Regions from separate parts of the Mus musculus genome. Here region 1 is linked to region 2. The links are chromatin contacts, called in public Hi-C maps. All regions are on one chromosome and are shown on one strand. Each heading gives the region's core, a stretch centred on a gene start, on an enhancer-like site or on the middle of the called end of the contact. The rest is flanking DNA. Distances are from core to core; before and after follow the strand shown.

Region 1 (4,564 bases), core at 1,254-3,753, 310 kb after region 2:
GCCCACAGAACATATTCTCTCTCTTTATCTTTTTATAAACACATCAGGAAACAAAGCATAAAATGTTGGAACACGTTCCCCCTATTGGTAAGCCAATTTTGATGCCTTACCACTGACAGTAGTAAGTCATTCTTGCTCAAAGCAAGAAATTTCACTTGGGATTCTAAAATCAATTTGTTCTCACTGATTGTGCCTTTTGCTATAGTAAGATTGAGGCTTATAGATCCTTGTTAAACTTTGAAAAATTGCAATCAACCCTTGAAGACAAAAAAAAAAACAAAAAAACAAAAAAACAAAACAAAACAAAAAATAACACCCCAAAACAAAAACAAAAACAACCAAACCCTGTGGGGCAGGGTCTGGGACGTAAGAAGCACAGCTGCAGCCCACAATGCTAAACTTGGCTGAGGCTCCCAGGAGGCAGTGGTCCCTCTTCCTGTTTGCTTTGGGCTGGCTCCTTTGTCCTCTTCTAACAAAATTCATACGTAGATTTATCACAGATGAGGAAAATATTTAGCTAACAAACAAGCATTTGTGCTATTAATTTAAAGGTTGTACAAAGAATGTTGACTTTTATCTCAAAGTCAAATCCCTGAAGTCTGTTCCATACACACCCTGATGTAGAAAACACCCACTGAGGCCCTGACAGAGTAGCAGCCTTGTCAGGGACCCTGCGTGTGATGGTCTACCTTGATTGACAACTGCACTGGAAACAAAACTCTGGGCATGACTGTGGGGCACTTTCTAGGTTCCATTCATTGAGGTGGGAGGATCCACCCTAAGTGTGGCCAGCACCATGGTGAGCAGGAGGAGCAGGCTACTGTAAAAAGTGAGCTGACAATGTGTGCTGGCAAGTTTTATATCAGCTTTACACAGCTGAAAAAAAAAATGTCCCCAAAGACTGGCCTGTGGACAGGTTCGGTAGGACATTTTTTTACTTAGTGATTAATGGGGAGGGCAGAGCCCATTGTGAGTGGAGCCACTCCTGGGCTTCTGGCAAAAGCAGGCTGAGGAAGCCTTGGGGAGCAAGCCAGGCAGCAGCAGTGCCCTGGGACTTTTGTTTAGGTTCTTGCTGCCTTGACTTCCCAACCCGATTTCCTTCAGAATATGAGAAATGAAATAAACCTTTGCTCCCCAAGTTGCTTTCGGTCATGGTGCTTTATCACAGCACCAGAAACCTAAGACAGTGAGTGTTCACTGCTTTCTGCTTCCTGACCGTGGGTGCAACGTGCCCCGCTGCCTCCACCACTCTTTCCTTGCACTGACAAGCTGTGAGTCAAACCTTCCCACCCTCAAGTTCCTTCTTTCCGGTACTCTGTCACAGAGCAGGACGGTCACCAATACATTGAGGAACTCAAGGCTAATTAAAGTAAATTTGACTTTGACAAACTACTCTGATATTGAAACAGTTCTTTTCTCCACTGATACACTGATACAATACCAAGTAACGCTCTCAAAAAGCTGAATTTTGGAGAAATAGTATGATTTGTAACAACATGGCACTTGAGGATCAGCTCTTCCCACTGGGCTCCTTGTTCCCTGTGCATCACTCCCTGCAGAAGTCCTGAGTGATTGAATGTGTGCTCTTGACACCAGCAAGACCACACATCAAGGACCCTAGCCTCAGACTCAAATGGCAAACCCCATCCTGCCCCAGCTCAGGAAAATGCTAAAGCCTTCCTGAAGGGTCTGAGTACGGAAATTGAAGGTGTCTGCAGGAAATGCCCACCAATAGCTCCCCAGACCCTATATTTATGGCCCAAAGACTTTTCTCCTAAAGAGACTGCTCCTACCAAGATTAGCTAAGCCTGTCTCCTGATCCAGATGTATTCTATAAACCTGCCTCCTTGTTTATCTATGTAAACCCACCTCCCTTTCTAACTCTACATAACAAAACACTGAGCTTCTGGGATACAGTTTCCCAACAGAGAGCTCAGTCCACCTACTACCAGCTTGTCTGTATGTTTGTCTTTTATTTCTTTGCCCCTGTCAAGTCAGATCTATCCCTGTACAGGCTGCACTAGCACCCTTAGTGTATCCAGATGACATACTGATGACAGAAAAGAGGCGTGTCACACTGGAACCAGCTGCTTGCAGCTCAGTCTGACTTTCCACCTTTTCTTTCAGAACAAATTGGAAGCCACCTGCAACTAATATAGATACTCAAAACAAGTGTCTCTTTATGATCAGAATATTTTAAAGCTTTCAAGGGGAGAACACTTTCCCCCAAGACAGGGTTTCTTTGTGTAGTTCTGTCCTGGAACTCACACTGTAGACCAGGCTGACCTCGAACTCAGAAATCCACCTGCCTCTGCCTCCCAGGAGCTGGGATTGAAGGTGTGCGCCACCACTGCCAGGCAGAACACTTTTTAAATGGTGTGGTGTTTGAATAGGAACAGCCCCCAAAGACTCAAAGTGTTTGAATGCTTGGCCCACAGGGAGTGTCACTACCAGGAGGTGTGGCCTTGTAGGACTACTGGCCTTGTTAGAGGAAGTTTGTCACTGTGGGGGGGTCTGTGATGCTCAAGCTTCAGCCAGTGCAGCACCCAGGCTCCTTCTGCTGCCTGTAGATCAAGATGTGGAACTCTTAGCTCCTTCTCCAGCACCATGTCTGTCTGCACACTGCTAAGATTAGCCATCTTCTGGCTAAGCATGCTCATTATTCATTCCTTACTTCCCCAAAGAAATTACTATCCGTGCAGTCAACACTCTTAACTCCATGGTTCCTCTGACAGTTTTCTTTTCACCGTGACTAACATCCACTTAGATCCAATCTGCTTTCCCAATCCAACTGAAATAGCCACTTTGTCCACAGGCACTGCACTTAAGCACATGGAATAGAAAGAAGAATTAAGACACACAATCTGCCTTTCAAGATCATAGTCAGTCAGATCTGTTACTGAGGCGCACAGGCTGCTTGCTTCTGAGAGGAGAGTGCCTTGCAGCAAACTCAGGGGTTCTTTCTACCTCCCTGGCTGGTCTGAGAGGACTCAAGGAGTCTCATAAGACAAATGACAAAAACTCCTCAGCTTCGGTGGCACCAAGACCAGCACTCTCCTGGATAACCAGGTGTAGCTGGTGCATATCCTTGAAGAAAGGAGATTAGGGTCCCACGTTTAAGTCATAGAAAAAAAAATCAGAGGTCACAGACAGTTATGGCCGGCCATAAAACTAGTTCCTGATAGCCCCACAAAGGACAGTCTTTAATCCCCCTCCCAGCCTCGGGATTCTGCCCCACCAAATGGTATCATGTCTGAGCTATGACTTACCTGACCCATCTTCCCTCCCCTTCACCCTAAGCATTCAAGGAACTTCTAACTGCCCTGTATATAAGTGCTAAAACACTGGAGCTGGGGGTCACAGACTCCGAACCTATGCTGTAGGGGGTTTGTGATCCGAGTCAGGACTCATTTTCAGTAAAAAGTCTTTCATGCCCACTTGCAGCGGACTCTGCACTTCCTGAGCTCGCCTGGGCTTCCTGAGGAATCAGGGCATAACATCACACAACTGTAATCCCAGCATTGGAAGCAAATGCAGCAAGATACTATTTGAGTTTGAAACTAGTCTGCATTTATAAAGCAAACCTAGTGGAACCTGAACTACAGTGAGGACTAAACAAGGCTTAAGGATCAGGTGAGGAAGGCTTGCCTGTCACCTCAAGATTCTGAGCTCAATTCTCAGAACTGGGGCACATGGGGAACTGGGGAGAGCCAGTGTATTCAGTGTATTTATCTCTCCACATTGAAGTCCTATGATCTGTTCTTTTCTCTCTGCTGTGATAGCCACCGGCCAACACCCAGTCTTCACAGTCAAACATCAGAACTAAATGTTAATTTCTTAGAGAGGTGCTTGCCACTCCTTTCCAGATATAAATGTACAAGTCACTTTCTATGAACATGCTGGCCATAATTATTTCACTTCTTCACTTGATAATCCTTACACTGCCTTTCAGATAAGGTCTAACCAACTTCTGTTTTGTTTTGAGACAGGCCATGTAGCCCAGGCTCAGGTTGGTTTTAAATTCCTAATCTTTTTGCCCCGCCTTCCAAGTACTGGGATTACAGACATGCACTGCTTCTTCTATCTTTAGTCTAACAACTTTGAAACTTCCATCTGACTGTTAAGGTACCTCAAATTCCCTACAGATACCCCATTAACAAACAACTTGATGTTTGTTGTGCCTGCTTTCTGAATCCTTTTCTTTGCTCTCAATACTTTGGCTTCTGACTTCCATATACCATGTGTACCCAATCTGCAATGCTTAGACCAAAGACATCCTCGTTTATACAATCCTCTCAGCTGCCAATGCCATCCTCTCTTTCCTCAGTTTGGTCTCCATCGCTGCTCTATCTGCCCATTTTTGTGGAACCCATTGGTTCCTATCAAAGGCTGTCACCATGGACATCACGCCTGACTTTGCTCCCCAAGACTCTGATGTATTATTCTGAACATGGTTACACAAATTACTGACCCACTGATACAAAGATGAGTTTGTTGCAACCAGAGTCAGAGACAATAAGAGAAGTAGAGTCCATCATGTAGTCCCTAAATGAATGACTAAGAC
Region 2 (5,225 bases), core at 1,685-4,184:
ACTTTAATAAATATTTTCTGCAAGGCAAATACAAGGGCAAAATCTCTTGCCTTTGTTCTAAGTGCCTGATACCTAACAAGTACCCATTAAATTAAAAGTAGAACTATAAGACATATATGAGACAATATATCCAGTCCAAAAGGTCTAAAAATTGACTTACTGCTTTATATAAACCACCAATATTCTACATTGCTGACTGGTAGAGGCCATTAATTATTCTGTAAACAACACACCACAATATTATTTTCCAGCAATATTAAATTATTCACAGATTGGTATTGGATGATTTCTAAAGGCACACCAAAGATGAAGCATAAGTAGTAACAATTCTTACTGCAGTTAGGAATTCTTACTGATTCCACTTTTTCCCTAATCTTCAAATTGAGTGAGAATCTTCTATTATATAGCAAATATAATGAGACTATTATTTGGTGATCAGGGGAGAAAATTTTTCCAGAAAGATAGACAATACCACAATAATTGTGCGCACAGTTGGTAGTCATTAAGGAAGTGTGACTTAAGAAAGAGTCCCTAGAGGGATTCGTATATCTCACCAAAGAGAGTGCTAATGAGGGACCTTGATACATAGAAGAACAGGAGTGCAGGAGAGATCTATTCTACACCCGCGTGACAGGCTTTTCTACTAGGGAGAAGTCATAGGGCCTCAGGCTTTGATGCTAATGGTGCTACTTAGAACCATTGGTCCTGAAGTGGATCAGCAGCAGCCCACACTAACAGGACTTGACCTCAGGATAGCACTGTGGAATGGCAACCTTCAGGTCCACAGTACCTGTCACTGGACCATCTGATGGACTCCAAGCAACGTTTTAGAAGCAAGGTGAATAAAAATAAAAGAAGATACAGTGCCGTCCCCTGTTCAGGTGAGAAGCCCAGGATCCTCCAGGAAAGGAAACATAATGGTGAACTCTTTAGTATTATAGAAAGAGAGAGGGTTAGTGGATAAAGGTGATGGATGACTCTCAAACATTTGGACAAAATGTGGAAACACTGCGACAGAAAGAACCAAGAAGCTGGATGACTGAGAGACCAAAACTCAGCAGCCACCCTCACTGGTGGCTGTGCGTGGACTCCCTATCAATAGCTCATCTCAATTATAGCAAGCAAAGAAAACAAAAGCTCATCTGAACCAGGCAGTGGTGGCCATGCCTTTAATCCCAGCACTCGGGAGGCAGAGGCAGGCAGGTTTCTGAGTTCGAGGCCAGCCTGGTCTACAAAGTGAGTTCCAGGACAGCTAGGGCTACACAGAGAAACCCTGTCTCGGGGGGGGGGGGGGGGGGGGGAAGAAGCTCATCTGCTCATCACGTATAATATGTATACACCAATCATTTCTACACGCGTGTGTCATGAGAATTGAATGAGAACATTCCAGGGCAGTAAATGCTATTCCTAGCCTGGTGCACATAAATAAATAAACAAATAAACAAACAAATAAATAAATAAATAAAGTCTTTCCTGAGGCGAAAGTAAACAGGTTTTTTTTTTTTTTTTTTTTTTTTGACCTGGTTAATTACAGATACTTGTCTATGTTCTGTTGTGAATGTCAGCATTCAGTAACTTACCTTAACAATATCGAGCCTGTTGTTGCTGATTGTTAGTATTTTGGCTCTATGAGTTGTTTTGTTGCTTTGTTTGTCTTAGAGAGCTATTTCATCAGGACCTGAGAAAGCTTAGCCCTCAGAAGTGCTTATAGTGAGACCACACAATGACATGCAACATCACTCAGACTCGTGAGTATTCTCCATCCCCCTTTGGTTAGGAGCTTCCACGGATGACATAAAAAGGAAATTTAGCATTGCAGATGATCCTGTGAAACAAGTATATCTGGCAGTGTGGCAATTGTTTGAGGTACTAGAAAGTGTTAGTTAGCCCCGCTTTACTCTGTTACAAACATCTCTTGTAAAGGTGAAGAAAATGAGCTGAAGAACAAAGTCAACATTCCATAGACTGAGGTAGTCAGGAAACATGGTCAGGGAAATGGGGGACTCAGTTAGATGCAACCCAGGACAGCTAAGACGGGGCCTGGCTCTGCATGTCTTTGATTTGACCATGTCACCACAAAGAAATTCCAAAGAGACAAGCCTCCTAGACCAAGCTGATGCAGATTTCAGGCATACAGTAAAGGGCCATCCACCAAGGGTCTCTCTCAGGGCTGTCTTTGCTGCAGCACCGAATGCCCTACAGAGCTAGTATGCTGCAGCTTCCCAAAGTCAGGGTGGACCGGAAGACCCTCCCGCCCCTTTCAGACACATATTCTGCCTGATACAAAACAACCACTCAGTCCACGATACCTGTGTTGTTTTCCAACTATCTTAAAGATTTTCAATCAGAAATTCTACAAGCAAGAAAAACACATGACATTCCCAACTACGGAAATGTATATCCATACCACCATACACAAGTGTTTATAGCTACTTTTTATTCATCGTGAATAATGAATCTGCTTTAAAGACAGGCTGTTGAGTTCGAGACCAGAATTTAGTTTCTCCTTGTCTGCAGCATTCCATGCTGGCATCAAGAGGGCCTCCTTTAATTAGGAAGGACACAAGTGGAAAAGAACGTAATTGGGCTGAGGTTTTAATGCCTGGCTTTGCCAGGCTCTCTTACTGCAGACCCGAGGCACTGGCCCAAGCATTCCACCAGGCTCCACCCAAACCCACCAGCTGGACGAGGAACCACGGGACGTTAGAATCAGAGTAACTTTGGCCAACAATCTGAGACACTTGGGAGAAAATTCATTCTAAATCTAACAGCTTCCTGCTCTCAGGAAGGCCTCTGGGCTTCCGGTGCCTCTGGTCCTCCTTCCCGGCTCTTCTGTGGAGGCTAGCTTCCTCCAAGCTGACCCCGAGGGAGCCGCCTTCTCGTAGGTGGAAAGCGAAGAGAAGAGAGCGGGTAAGCAGTGGAGACACATTGGCTGTACTCAGGACCTGTACCAGAGGTGGCAGGAGGACACCACCGAGCCCTGCTCCACCCATCGCAGCCTCGAGACCCTCTGCGCGGGGATGCTGACCCCTGCTGGCCACCTGAGAGATTGCAGCGTGGCCGACTCCCAAGGGGCGGCAAGTGTAAGGGTAAGGGTAAGGAGATGGGGATGGGAAAGGGGTTGCTGTGTAGTAAGCGTGGGTGGTAGAAGACTAGGGCCAGGATGTTGGGCACCATCAGAGGCCCCTCCACCACCCGGTGGCTGCCCAAGTGCTGTCCGCTCCTCTTGTTTCTAGGAAAAAGAGTGAGAGGAGCCGTAAGGGCTATGGAGCCCAAATCAGCATGCCTCTAGGACCTACCTGAGCCTCCAGAAGACCCCTCAACAGGAACCGTTGTCCGAACCAACCAACTCCAAACCTAAACCTCAGAGGCCTCCTCATGCAGACAGATTGCTGACCTATCTCTGGGGTAGTCAGCTGAAATACCCCAGAGATATTCACGGCCTAATCCCAGGAAGTTTCTTTAAATGGCAAAAGAAACCTAGAGTGTGTTACCCTCGATTATTTAGGTAGATTCTACATGTAATCAGGTATATCACCAAAGGGGAAGTGAGGTAAAGGAATATTTATTTCACTACAGAACAGAAGGCAAGCCATCTTGCAGGAGGACCTGAGGAGAGAAGGAGAGAGTCAGGAGAGAACAGATTCCCTCTACAGTGCCCAGAGTCTCCCCTGACTGATTTGGACCCAATGAAATTCCAAACTCTGGTGTCAAGAACTTTAAAAGAATAAATGTGTGCTGTTTTGAGGTATTGAGTTTGTAGCTTTTTTAAAAAAGCAGCAGCACTGAGGTAATGTGTTGCTTCCCACTCAGTAGTGAGTTCTTAGAATTAAGTGGCTAATGAACAAGACAAACCCCATTTCCATCCCCAGGGAGTTTTATCTGCCATCTCCTGAGCTTTAAAATATTGCTGGCAAATTCTTAGATAGGGTAGCAGAGAAGACAAGGAACACATCAAAAAGACTAGCCCGTAGACATGCAACAAACAAACAAACAACAGCAACGAAGAACAGATTTCACACCTGCTGGGCAGCTACAGTCAAAGTGACAGGGGCAAGCAGTTTCTTGTTTGTTTGTTGTTGTTTGTTTATTTTGCTTTTTTGATGACTTGGAGAAGCCCAGTCCGCACACACTGTTGGAGGGACTCTATGGCATACCCAACCTGGAAAGTAGCTTGGCAATTTCTTTTAAAACTGAGCATACATAACCGGATCACTCGGCACTGTGTTCCCAGGAGTAGCTGCCAGGGATTGAAGCCATTAGAAGGTTCATTCGATCTAAACTCCACTGCGGGTGCTCGCACAGCGCACTCCTCGATACCTGCCTGTACTGGCTAGTTTTGTGTCAACTTGACACACCTGGAGTTATCACCGAGAAAGGAGCTTCAGTTGAGGAAATGCCTCCATGAGATCCAACTGTAAGGCATTTTCTCAATTAGTGATCAAGGGGGAAAGGCCCCTTGTGGGTGGGACCATCTCTGGGCTGGTAGTCTTGGTTCTATAAGAGAGCAGGCTGAGCAAGCCAGGGGAAGCAAGCCAGTAAGTAACATCCCTCCATGGCCTCTGCATCATCTCCTGCTTTCTGACCTGCTTGAGTTCCAGTCCTGACTTCCTTGGTGATGAACAGCAGTATGGAAGTGTAAGCTGAATAAACCCTTTCCTCCCCAATTTGCTTCTTGGTCATGATGTTTGTGCAGGAATAGAAACCCTGACTAAGACACTGCCCAAATGTTTTAGATTCACGAATGAAAGACACACACACACACACACACACACAGCCTCATTTTTAATATGCCCTAAGCAGCCAGGAGCTGGGTCACTACCCAGATGCTTACATGGCTGTACACTTCGTCTCCTGCAGCTCTTAGGCATGACTTTCCTGCTTCCCCATGGTTCCCTTGCCGGGAAAATCTAAGGTTCCCCCCTCTGTCTCCCTGTCCAGCCACTGGCCACTGGCAACTTTATTTACCAATTACAGCCAACTGTGGGCAAGGACCCTCAGAGTCTTACAGACAGACGTACAGGTTCCCATGTGATTTGGGAAACTGAATTAACACAAATAGCATTAGATCCAGTCCACAACAAGGATTCAACTGAGATAACTAAATACATGTATGTAAAACCACCTACACGAATATACATGCTTTGTACATAATAGCTACAGCCCAGAACCCATGGTCAACAGTGCATGGAAATGCAATGTATGTGAGTAGATTATTATCCACA

Evidence for each region. A called contact is a pair of places that touch in the nucleus more often than the background predicts.
Region 1: a Hi-C map of bone marrow-derived macrophages shows a contact between it and region 2, with 23 read pairs. The contact joins two enhancer-like sites. A contact is called at or near these places in 1 of 39 promoter capture datasets (neural stem cells), 1 of 484 Hi-C or Micro-C datasets (bone marrow-derived macrophages) and 7 of 115 datasets of contacts at active chromatin or transcription factors (bone marrow-derived macrophages, embryonic basal ganglia, embryonic stem cells and 2 more).

Annotation. Positions count from the first base shown.
Region 1 is chr11:22,927,743-22,932,306 of GRCm38.p6, forward strand. All of the region lies in intron 2 of Commd1 (COMM domain containing 1), which reads right to left. Among named protein-coding and RNA genes, the nearest start is that of Zrsr1, 42 kb to the right of the region's middle. Within about 2 kb of position 2,504, at least 35 of the 459 cell types and tissues checked have an H3K27ac peak or open chromatin away from gene starts, as enhancers often do. A contact at or near this core is called in bone marrow-derived macrophages, where this site is marked.
Region 2 is chr11:22,614,742-22,619,966 of GRCm38.p6, forward strand. It overlaps Gm12052 (predicted gene 12052), which reads left to right. Exons shown (of 5, transcript NR_166746.1): 3 at 1,660-1,748; 4 at 2,616-3,089; 5 at 3,580-3,751. Among named protein-coding and RNA genes, the nearest start is that of Gm12052, 5.6 kb to the left of the region's middle. Within about 2 kb of position 2,935, at least 136 of the 459 cell types and tissues checked have an H3K27ac peak or open chromatin away from gene starts, as enhancers often do. A contact at or near this core is called in bone marrow-derived macrophages, where this site is marked.